Linked DNA regions of Sus scrofa: all the other regions are linked to region 2. The links are chromatin contacts, called in public Hi-C maps. All regions are on one chromosome and are shown on one strand. The core of a region is the stretch at or near the end of the contact, and the rest is flanking DNA. Distances in the headings are between cores, read along the strand shown.

The links. Hi-C and Micro-C count contacts between places; a contact is called where the count stands out from the background.
Region 1: a contact with region 2 is called in a Hi-C map of embryonic fibroblasts, with 2.8 times the contacts expected there. The contact joins two enhancer-like sites. A contact is called at or near these places in 2 of 47 Hi-C or Micro-C datasets (embryonic fibroblasts and subcutaneous adipose tissue) and 1 of 2 datasets of contacts at active chromatin or transcription factors (alveolar macrophages).
Region 3: a Hi-C map of embryonic fibroblasts shows a contact between it and region 2, with 1.8 times the contacts expected there. The contact joins two enhancer-like sites. A contact is called at or near these places in 2 of 47 Hi-C or Micro-C datasets (embryonic fibroblasts and fibroblasts).

The regions. Positions count from the first base shown.
Region 1 is chr3:110,783,622-110,786,704 of Sscrofa11.1, reverse strand. No RefSeq gene overlaps it. Among named protein-coding and RNA genes, the nearest start is that of PLB1, 44 kb to the right of the region's middle. Within about 2 kb of position 1,679, at least 26 of the 83 cell types and tissues checked have an H3K27ac peak or open chromatin away from gene starts, as enhancers often do. A contact at or near this core is called in alveolar macrophages and embryonic fibroblasts, where this site is marked.
Region 2 is chr3:110,939,779-110,942,531 of Sscrofa11.1, reverse strand. All of the region lies in intron 10 of BABAM2 (BRCA1-A complex subunit BRE), which reads left to right. Among named protein-coding and RNA genes, the nearest start is that of FOSL2, 98 kb to the right of the region's middle. Within about 2 kb of position 1,436, at least 6 of the 83 cell types and tissues checked have an H3K27ac peak or open chromatin away from gene starts, as enhancers often do. A contact at or near this core is called in alveolar macrophages and embryonic fibroblasts, where this site is marked.
Region 3 is chr3:111,145,800-111,148,589 of Sscrofa11.1, reverse strand. All of the region lies in intron 6 of BABAM2 (BRCA1-A complex subunit BRE), which reads left to right. Among named protein-coding and RNA genes, the nearest start is that of BABAM2, 180 kb to the left of the region's middle. Within about 2 kb of position 1,364, at least 27 of the 83 cell types and tissues checked have an H3K27ac peak or open chromatin away from gene starts, as enhancers often do. A contact at or near this core is called in embryonic fibroblasts, where this site is marked.

The sequences.
Region 1 (3,083 bases), core at 430-2,929, 160 kb after region 2:
GGATGCTTCTGAGTGGGTTCCTAAGGGGCAAAGGGGCCTGACCTGGCCACACCGCTCCAGCCCCCACTTCTCCAGTCATCTATGTGTGTTTTCTTACTGGCACGTAAGCCCCAGGGGGCAGGGGCTTTATATAGCGTCTCTCTCTCAATCCCCAATGCCCCAGATGGCGTGAATATCCAACCCAGAACACGTCAAGAGGGAAAGGAAGCTCTCAATCATTATGTCAGGACAACCGTTGTCATCTGGGACTAATGAATGAATGAACAAATGAAGAAGTGATTCCTCAAAAGGTGGAGGCTGTAGGCACTGAGGCAGCCACCGCTTCCTACAGCCACTGAAATCACTGTCAAATAGAAAATTCACCTGCAGTTACTATGTGTCCCATAAAGCCTTTTCCAATCCATCTTTTTTTTTTTTTTGTCTTTTTTCTTTTTGGCTTTTTAGGGCTGCACCTGCGGCATATGGAGGTTCCCAGGCTAGGGGTCGAATTGGAGCTGTAGCTGCCGGCCTACACCACAGCTCACAGCAACGCCGGATCCTTAACCTGCTGAGCAAGGCCAGGGATTGAACACGCAACCTCATGGTTCCTAGTTGGATCCGTCTCTGCTGCACCACGACGGGAACTCCTGCAATCCATCTTTGTTCCTCTCCTTCAGACGAGGATTCCCGCTGCAGAGAGAAAAGCTGGGCTGGGGCTGAAGGGCCTTGCTGTTGCTGCTGCCCCCGCCCCCCGGCGGCGGGGGGCGGGGGGCGGGTGTCAGACACTGAGCGAGGCACTCTGTGTTCTTACTGCATTTAATCCTTACATCACCCTTGCGAAATAGATACTCTTTTATTACCTTTTGCAGGTGAGTCAGCTGAGGCTTAGGGCAGTTAAATAACGCGCCCAATGTCACACAGCCACCAAGTGCAGAGCTGCAACCCAGGCACAAGTCTGTTGGCCACCAAAGCATGTGGTTTTAATAGTCCCCAACGCTGCTTTTGGGCCGCCTGCTCTCTCCTGCTTGGCGTCCCCAAGTTCATCAGCTGGAGAGGGGGCTAGGGGCTGGGGAACAGAATGGGAACAGGGAGCTTGCCTGCCTGGAGGCCAGTCCTGTGTCCAGTTGTGGGGGGGGACAGGGCAGTGGCCAGGGCAGGGCAGTGAGCAGTGGGCTCTTCACAGGAGAGCATGCCAGGACCCTGTGTTGTGCCTGAAGTCTAGGTCAAGGAGGAAAAATGGGCTCTTTCTACCTCCTGCCTCTGGTCTTTTCCCACTCCCATCCTCACCCCTGGAGGGCTGTGGAGTTTCCCTGATGCCTGCCTGGCCTGGCCATTTTTTCCAGAACGGCCATCTGAGGCCCAGCGCCAGGCCCTCAAGAGAGCAGGCCTAGAGGTCTGTCTCCAAGACCATGCCACACCCAAGAGCCAGGGACAGAGGCTGGGAGGGGCCTGGCCAGGCTGAAACAGAGGAGGCGGGGGGCAGTGCCAGGACCCCTCTTCCCTCCCAGGCACTGCTCCATCACTCTTCTGAGTGCCTGGGGGAGCGAGAGAAGGGGGGCCCCCCCGAAAAGGATCACTTGGGCTCTGCTGGGCGAGCTCCCCCTGCCGGCCGCTGCCTGCCTCTCTCCTAGGACAGGCCTTGCCCCTGGCTGCCAGTCCAGCGCCAACGTGGAGACTTGGCCGGGCCAATTACGGCTAACTGGCGCCCTCTAGCGTCTACCTCTCACGGCCCAGCTGCCCCTCCTCCTCTGGGGTTAAGGGCACATCACACAGAGCTCCCCTGAGCCGCTCCCGGTGGGCAATGCCCCAACCTAACAAATATCTTCCAAACCAGGACGAGTCTGATAGTAAGAGGGGGTTCTGCTGATTATGAGGCTGGGAAAATAGACATAAAATGGGACTGTTCCAGGCAAGTCGGGACATCTGAGCACCCCACTCAGGTCAGACGTAGCCCTCAACCATCTGATGAAGCCTCCAGAACCATCTCCGGGAGGCAACCCATGAAGGAAGTAAGAACCCCATCAGCACGAGGGCCGCGAGAGTAGGTGCTCAAGGAACGCGTGATGGATAAACGACTCTGAGCCACACTTGGTCGTGGTACTCCTGGTCTGGGCCGGCTCGGGCAGAGTTCCAGCTGGGCGACCAGCTGGGCGGCAGGGAAGCTGCAGCCAAAGCTCCTTGTGAAGCAGGAGGAGGACGCTGGTTCTGGAGCTTGGCGCACGGTAGGGGAACGGGGCGTGGCGCTGATGGAGCAAAACGAAACATCGGCCCGTGATGAATCAAGACATCCTCCTGCATTTGGGGTCTTGCTGTGGCATCTCGAAAAGAAAACCACCCCTCCAGCAAGAGAAGGGATTTCATGTTGTGGCTCAGTGGGTTAAGGACCCGGCGTAGTGTTTGTGAGGATGTGGGTTGGATCCCTGGCCTCGCTCAGTGGGTTAAGGATCTGGTGGGGCCGTCAGCTGCGGCCTAGGTTGAGATGGGGCTCGGATCTGGCGTTGCCTCGGCTGTGGTGTAGGCCGGCTGCTGTAGCTCCCATTTGACCTCTAGCCTGGGCATGTCCATATGCTGCAGGTGGGGCCATAAGAAGAAAAAGAGAGAGAAGTGTGTTTTGACAGAGCGCCTCTTCTGGCTGGTTTTGCCCGTGGGCCTTTCTTGCCACCCCTGGCACCAGCTTTCGAGATGACCTCTGCTCTGCTGGGCCCCTTCAGTGACTAACACAGGCAAGTGTGTGGGCCGCCACCTGTCCCTGCCTCCACCCCCTCCCCCTGCATTTCCTCATCACTGCCTTGTGGTTTCTGGTTTCTGGGGGCCAGGCCTCAGGGAGGTGTGATAACTGCTGACTCCCTGGGGCTCCCTGAAGTGGGCTGATGTAAGAAGGCTGGCATCTGTGACCCCTGACCCAGCACAGTGACTGCGTCTTACCCTCAGGAATAAACCCAGTGGAAGGCCCATTGGCCGGAGCCAGGACAGAAGGACCAAAGCAGGCTTGAGAGGGCAGAAGAGGGACCGCACAGCCAGAAAGCCCAGGGAAGATGGGAACAAAGAATTTCCACATGTAGGGGCGGGGGGAGGGCCTGACAGGGCTCAGCTTGGGGGTACGG
Region 2 (2,753 bases), core at 187-2,686:
GAAACTTCCATATGCCTTGGGTGTGGCCCTAAAAAGAAAAAAAAAAAAAAAAAAAAAAGTAAAATTAAACACCATGAAATTTTATGCTCTAGTAGAAATTTCACGTTATAAAGAATGTATAAAGCCAGATTTTTTGGGGGGGGGAGAAACCACCACAATCAAACTAAGGAAAAGAGGGATTGGGGGAGAGAATGCATATTTATTTAGTACCTGCTTTGTTTTTGTTCAGTCCTTTCAGCAACACCATGAAATAAGAATTATCATCTTCATTTTGCAGATGAAAAAAATCAAGATTCCAAGACACAAAGTATTTTGCTTGCCTATGTCTCACCACTAATAAATGGTGGCGCTAGGAATCGAACCCGTTTTTATCTGACTCCAAAGTCTACATGTACCTTTTCCCATTATTCTGGGCTGTCACCTCCCAGATTATGATTTTTTTTCCTTTGCATTTGCAGCAAAATTCAAGAAACTTCGGGCTTTAGTTCAGTAGTGCTACTTCAACCCCAAAGGTAACCTGTTGACATGATCAGAGCATGCGAAGGATAGTGAAAACTTGAAACCAGTTTAACAAAATCTGAATAATATTTTGTCTCCTTGGTCACTTAAATCTAAGGCAGTGACAGCAAAAGGAGACACGATTTCATTTTTTCAATGCCTTGAGTAGGATACTTCTGAATCGGAGAACTTTAATGGTTCCTGTAGGCAAGAATTTTGGGTGTGTGGGATTTCACTCTCTAGTGGTTAGAATCCATGTGCCTCGGAGGTTTAGTGTGTCGTGGGTGAGATCAGGGTGGTCACTCATTGGTTGTGTGCCCACCATGCGGAGCAGCCTGGGCATGAGATGGGAACGGACTGCCTTCAGGAAGAACTGACCCCAGATGGAATCACTCTTGGAGGGGAGTTTACAGCCAGTCAATCCTGGGTTAAGACTGTCTCCGAACCAGGCTCCAAGGAACGGGAGGGGCCAGAGAAGACTAACCACCAGGAAGCGAATCCATGAGTATCTTCCCTACTAACCTAAGAGCACAGGCATATAGAGTTTGGAAGGTCTGGACAAATGAAATAATGGCTGACTTGTGAATAAGGATGAAAATATTTGATGATGTGACTCCCAGGGAAGCAATTATGGTTAACCCCTCATTTGTTTGGCATTTTCAAGGATTGAACTGGCCCACATAACTGATTTTTCCAGACAACTAAAACTTTCCTATTTATGTGCCTCGAATGTTTTTAACCAGGCTTAGTGGAAATATTTCTGAACTAGGTTGTACCGTTATCCTGCCTTCTTGAACAGAAGCTGCAAGAAGTAACATTTCCCTGGTCGCCTTTGACGGCAAGTCTGAGAAAACCCGGTTCGAGGAGGTTCCAGTAGTTAGGACATGCAGTTGTGTCACATAACAAGAAATCTGGAGGGGGCAGCACCAGTGATGATGCATCCGACAGCTCAGTGATGTCAGGCTGACTGCCCTCATGGTCACAAGACAGGGACACAGCTCCAAGCCTCAAGATCTCACATGCTAAGATCTAGGCAAGAATGCAATGGGGGCTTCTCTTTACATGTGTCTTTAATCAGAGAGGAAAATATTTCTCAGAGGACCCCTAGCCCACTTCCCCTCGGGTCCCACTGGCAGGACTGAGTCACATTTCCATGCCTTGGTTTCATGGAAGGCTGAGGGAGTGAATGCCCAGCGCTTTCCAACTAGGGGGTGGGAGGAGGGCTCTGCCCATAAAAAAAGAAGGATGGAGAATGGCTGTTGGGTGGGCAACCAAGAGGGCCGGCCAGGTTACCAAGATTGGGAGTAAACATTGCTAGGTATGGTAATAGTTTGAGGGATGGTTGAGATTCTGTTTCTACAGTGAATGGCCCTAGACTGGGATGTTTGCTGATGTCCTGAGTCTGGTTTTATGTCTTTTTCTCCCTCCTTGCCTTGTGCCAGACTGCTAGTTATCACTGCTTGCTTTTAATGTATCTTATCCTCATTTTGCCGTAATTAGTCCCCCCCCGCCCCCGGAAAAAATCGTATGATCAGACTTGTTAGAACTATGCCTTAAATGTCCTGCGTGAGCATGTGGCAGCTGTCCTGTGGATCGGATACAAAGGGTGCATTTCTTTTGGCTGTTCAGTGTCCTTTTTCCATTGTTGAGGTTGGTGGGGGGGTAAGGAGTCTCTAGAAAGTCTTGTGAATGTAGATGAAACTCTGATGAAGTTCTCTTGTGAACAAATGAGCATTTAGGGGCAGTGAAGCTTATTTCCTAGAGAAGGTAAGACCGTCGGAACTTCAGCATGACTTTCCTGAAACCACGAGAGAGGCGGCCAGATTTCTCAGTGCGTAAAGCGACACCCCTCCGCCCCACCTGTGCAGGCTGCATAGCTAGTGGCTGCTTGGGTAGCCCCCCTGACTCTGGGACATGACCAGTGGGACACCTGTCCCTGCAGTGACAGTCCAGCATGCGGCAAGCTGGTGCAGAACTTAACTACGCCAGCCTCCTGCCAGCACGTCGGAGCCCTGTGAGCGACTCGACTCGTGTGACGTGCCCAGGTGGGGCACAATTAGAAGTGTTTGGGTGTGACTTGTTTCAACAAGTTCACAAAGAAAGCAATGCTTCGGAAATGATGAGTGAAATTATACCGAACAAGTGAGGGCCACCCCTTCCGTGGATGGAGAGCTGACCAAGACTCCATCTCTGCATAGGAAGCTGTTGTGAAAATAACCCTGACAGTGAGTTCCTGAGCCCGCCGATGCCATGAT
Region 3 (2,790 bases), core at 115-2,614, 210 kb before region 2:
AACTCGCAATCCCATGGTTACTAGACGGATTCGTTTCTGCTGAGCCACGACGGGAACTCCTCATGTGGTAATTCTCTGTTTACTCTTTTGAGGAACCGTCATCCTGTTTCCACAGCAGCTTTACTATTTTACGTTCCTACCTGCAGTGCACAGGGCTTCAATTTCTCCATATCCTTGCCAACACTTGTTGTCTTCTGGTTTTTTGGGGAGTAGTCGTCCTAATGGCTGGGAGGTGGTATCTCATTGTTCTGATTTGATTTTGCTTATCAGTCGCTCATGCATCTTCTTTGGAGAAATACCTGTTTAAATCCTTTGCCCACTTTTGAAATGGGTTATTTGGGTTTCGTGTTGTTGAGTTTTGGAGTTCTCTATGTATTCTTGACATTCATCCATCAGGTAATGATTTGTTTTCTCCCGATCTGTAAATTGCCTTGTTACTCAGTTGATACTATCTTTTTAATGCACAAAATTTTCAATTTTTCATGAAGTCAAATTGATCTGGTCTTTCTTTTGTTACCTCTGCCTTTGGTGTCATATCCAAGAAATCATTGGCAAATCCAATGTGAAGCTTTTGTCCTATGTTTTCTTCTAAGAGTTTTTATTGTTTTAGGTCTTAGACATAGGTTAATTTTTCATTTTGAGTTAATTTTTGTATATGGCGTTTGGTAAGGAGGGATTCAACTTCATTCTTTCACCTGTGTGTATCTAGTTTTTCCAGCACTCTTTGTGGGGATGGTTGTTGAATAACAGTATAAACAGGTACTGCTGTTATGAGAGACCCAACCATGCCCTTGGTTTTCAGTGCCCTGTAGACCACACAATTCAGAGCATGGTTCAAACAGAAGAACAATGCTTTTAAAACCACCTAAAACTACCTTGGCAGTCTTATTTTTAGTAGCCCTCTACAAGCATGTTAATTTCATTATTTCAATAAACTCTCTATTTGATTGACTGGGACTGGATTTAGTAGACATTTGTCAGGCTGTGTCTTCCCTGGAGATCTGTTATGCTTGGAGTATGTAAGGCATCTTTTCCTCTTCAAACAGTGTTAAGTTAGGAAAGTGTTGTGGTCATATTATGAGTACAATTGTCTAAGAACATTAAGAACCTTAGCCTGGATCTTTTGTAACCATAAAAGGCAATGTGTCATGCTTTCCTGTTTTGCATGGATGAGAAGGGAGTAAAAAACACCAAAAGAATTTTTATTGCATAGAAATATTTCCTTCCTAGCAGGCAGTGTGTGAAGCAATAATGAGCCTAAAAAACAATCTTATATCGTCGTGAGAGCAGAGGGCTGGGACAAGCACTGTGGCCACACAGACTCAGGGGCTGGTGAGGAAGCTGCGGATTCCAGCCCGGGTCCCTTCTGCCTACCCGCACAGCACCTTCCCCTGGACGGGTGGGCCGGGGACCTTTCTGTGCCTCTTCGCACATCCCTCTGAGCCCGGCTGGATGGGTCGTAGCTTCCTCTCTCTGGAAGAGGAACTTGTCACAAGTCTGTGGTGCAGATAATTGGTGAAGACAGGCTAGAACCACGCTTCCCTAATTGCCAGTCTGTGGCTAAGCCCAGAGGAGTGTCCATTGTGTTGAGCAGTTGTTTTCTGTGAGGCAAATTACCCGGTACAGAAACTGTCCCTTTTAGTGTATTCGGTGTTGCCTCAGCCCTTGCAGACCATCGCCACGCAGCCCTCAGTACCGTCCGTCTGCCTGAGCGCTGGATTTGAGACCAGCTTACAGAGCCCACGTTTTCCAGCAGCCTCATTTACACTGGGCCCGTCTTAGGCTTTGGGTTTTATTTGTTTGTTTGTTCTTCGGCATCGTGCAAGTTCCTGGGCCAGGGATCAAACCTGTGCCACAGCAGCCACCCAAGCCATAGCAGTGACAATGCTGGATCCTTAACCTGCAGCGCTACCAGCGACCTCTCCCTCTCACATTTTTAGTGCCAGGCTAGTCCTACTTTTTTTTTTTTTTTTTCCTTCATTAATGGCCATACCTGCAGCATATGAGGTTCCTAGGCTAGTGTCAAATAGAGCTGCAGCTGGCAGCCCATGCGCCAGTCATAGCACACCAGATCTAAGCGCATCTGTGACCTATGCCAAACTCACGGCAATGCTGGATCCTTAACCCACTAAGCGAGGCCAGTGATCGAACCCGCAGCCTCAGAGACACTATGTCAGGTTCTTAACCTGCTGAGCCACAATGGGAACTCCCCTTTTCTTTTATTACCACTTCCTTCATTTCATCCCCAAGAGAATTTAGGTTGCTGAACAGAAATGACTGTCAATGTGTTTTTATGCCAAATTAGGAGAATCCGTGGTTTCTTTAGTTTGTTTCGGAACCAGTATCTTTCAGTAGACTAAACCTGCCTCATTCTCTGGATGTGGAGATGATACAGCTACCTAAAAGGCATAGGAATTTGTTTTATCAGATGCTTTTCTAAAGATATGTTTACATGCAGTTTATTTTTTAAACATTCTGTAGTATGTATCAAAATTAAGGTAAACAGTGAGAGCTGCCTAAGATTTCATGGTGTGGCTGTGATGTGACTGTGGTACATTGTTGTGGGGGGAGAAAAAAAAAAACCAAGCCATTCACTCTGATATCAGTAATTTGAACATGAAGAGCAACTGTTCTTTAGCGTAGTGTGTTTTTCGGCTTTAGAAGCCTTGCATTCCTGGGAAGACAGTGCAGGGCAAATATATGGTGTTAGTTCTCTGATGTGGTTGGTATTGCATGGCTTTAAAAAGAAATGTTTTAAAGATAAAAGAGTGGAGAGCAGACATAGGAGAA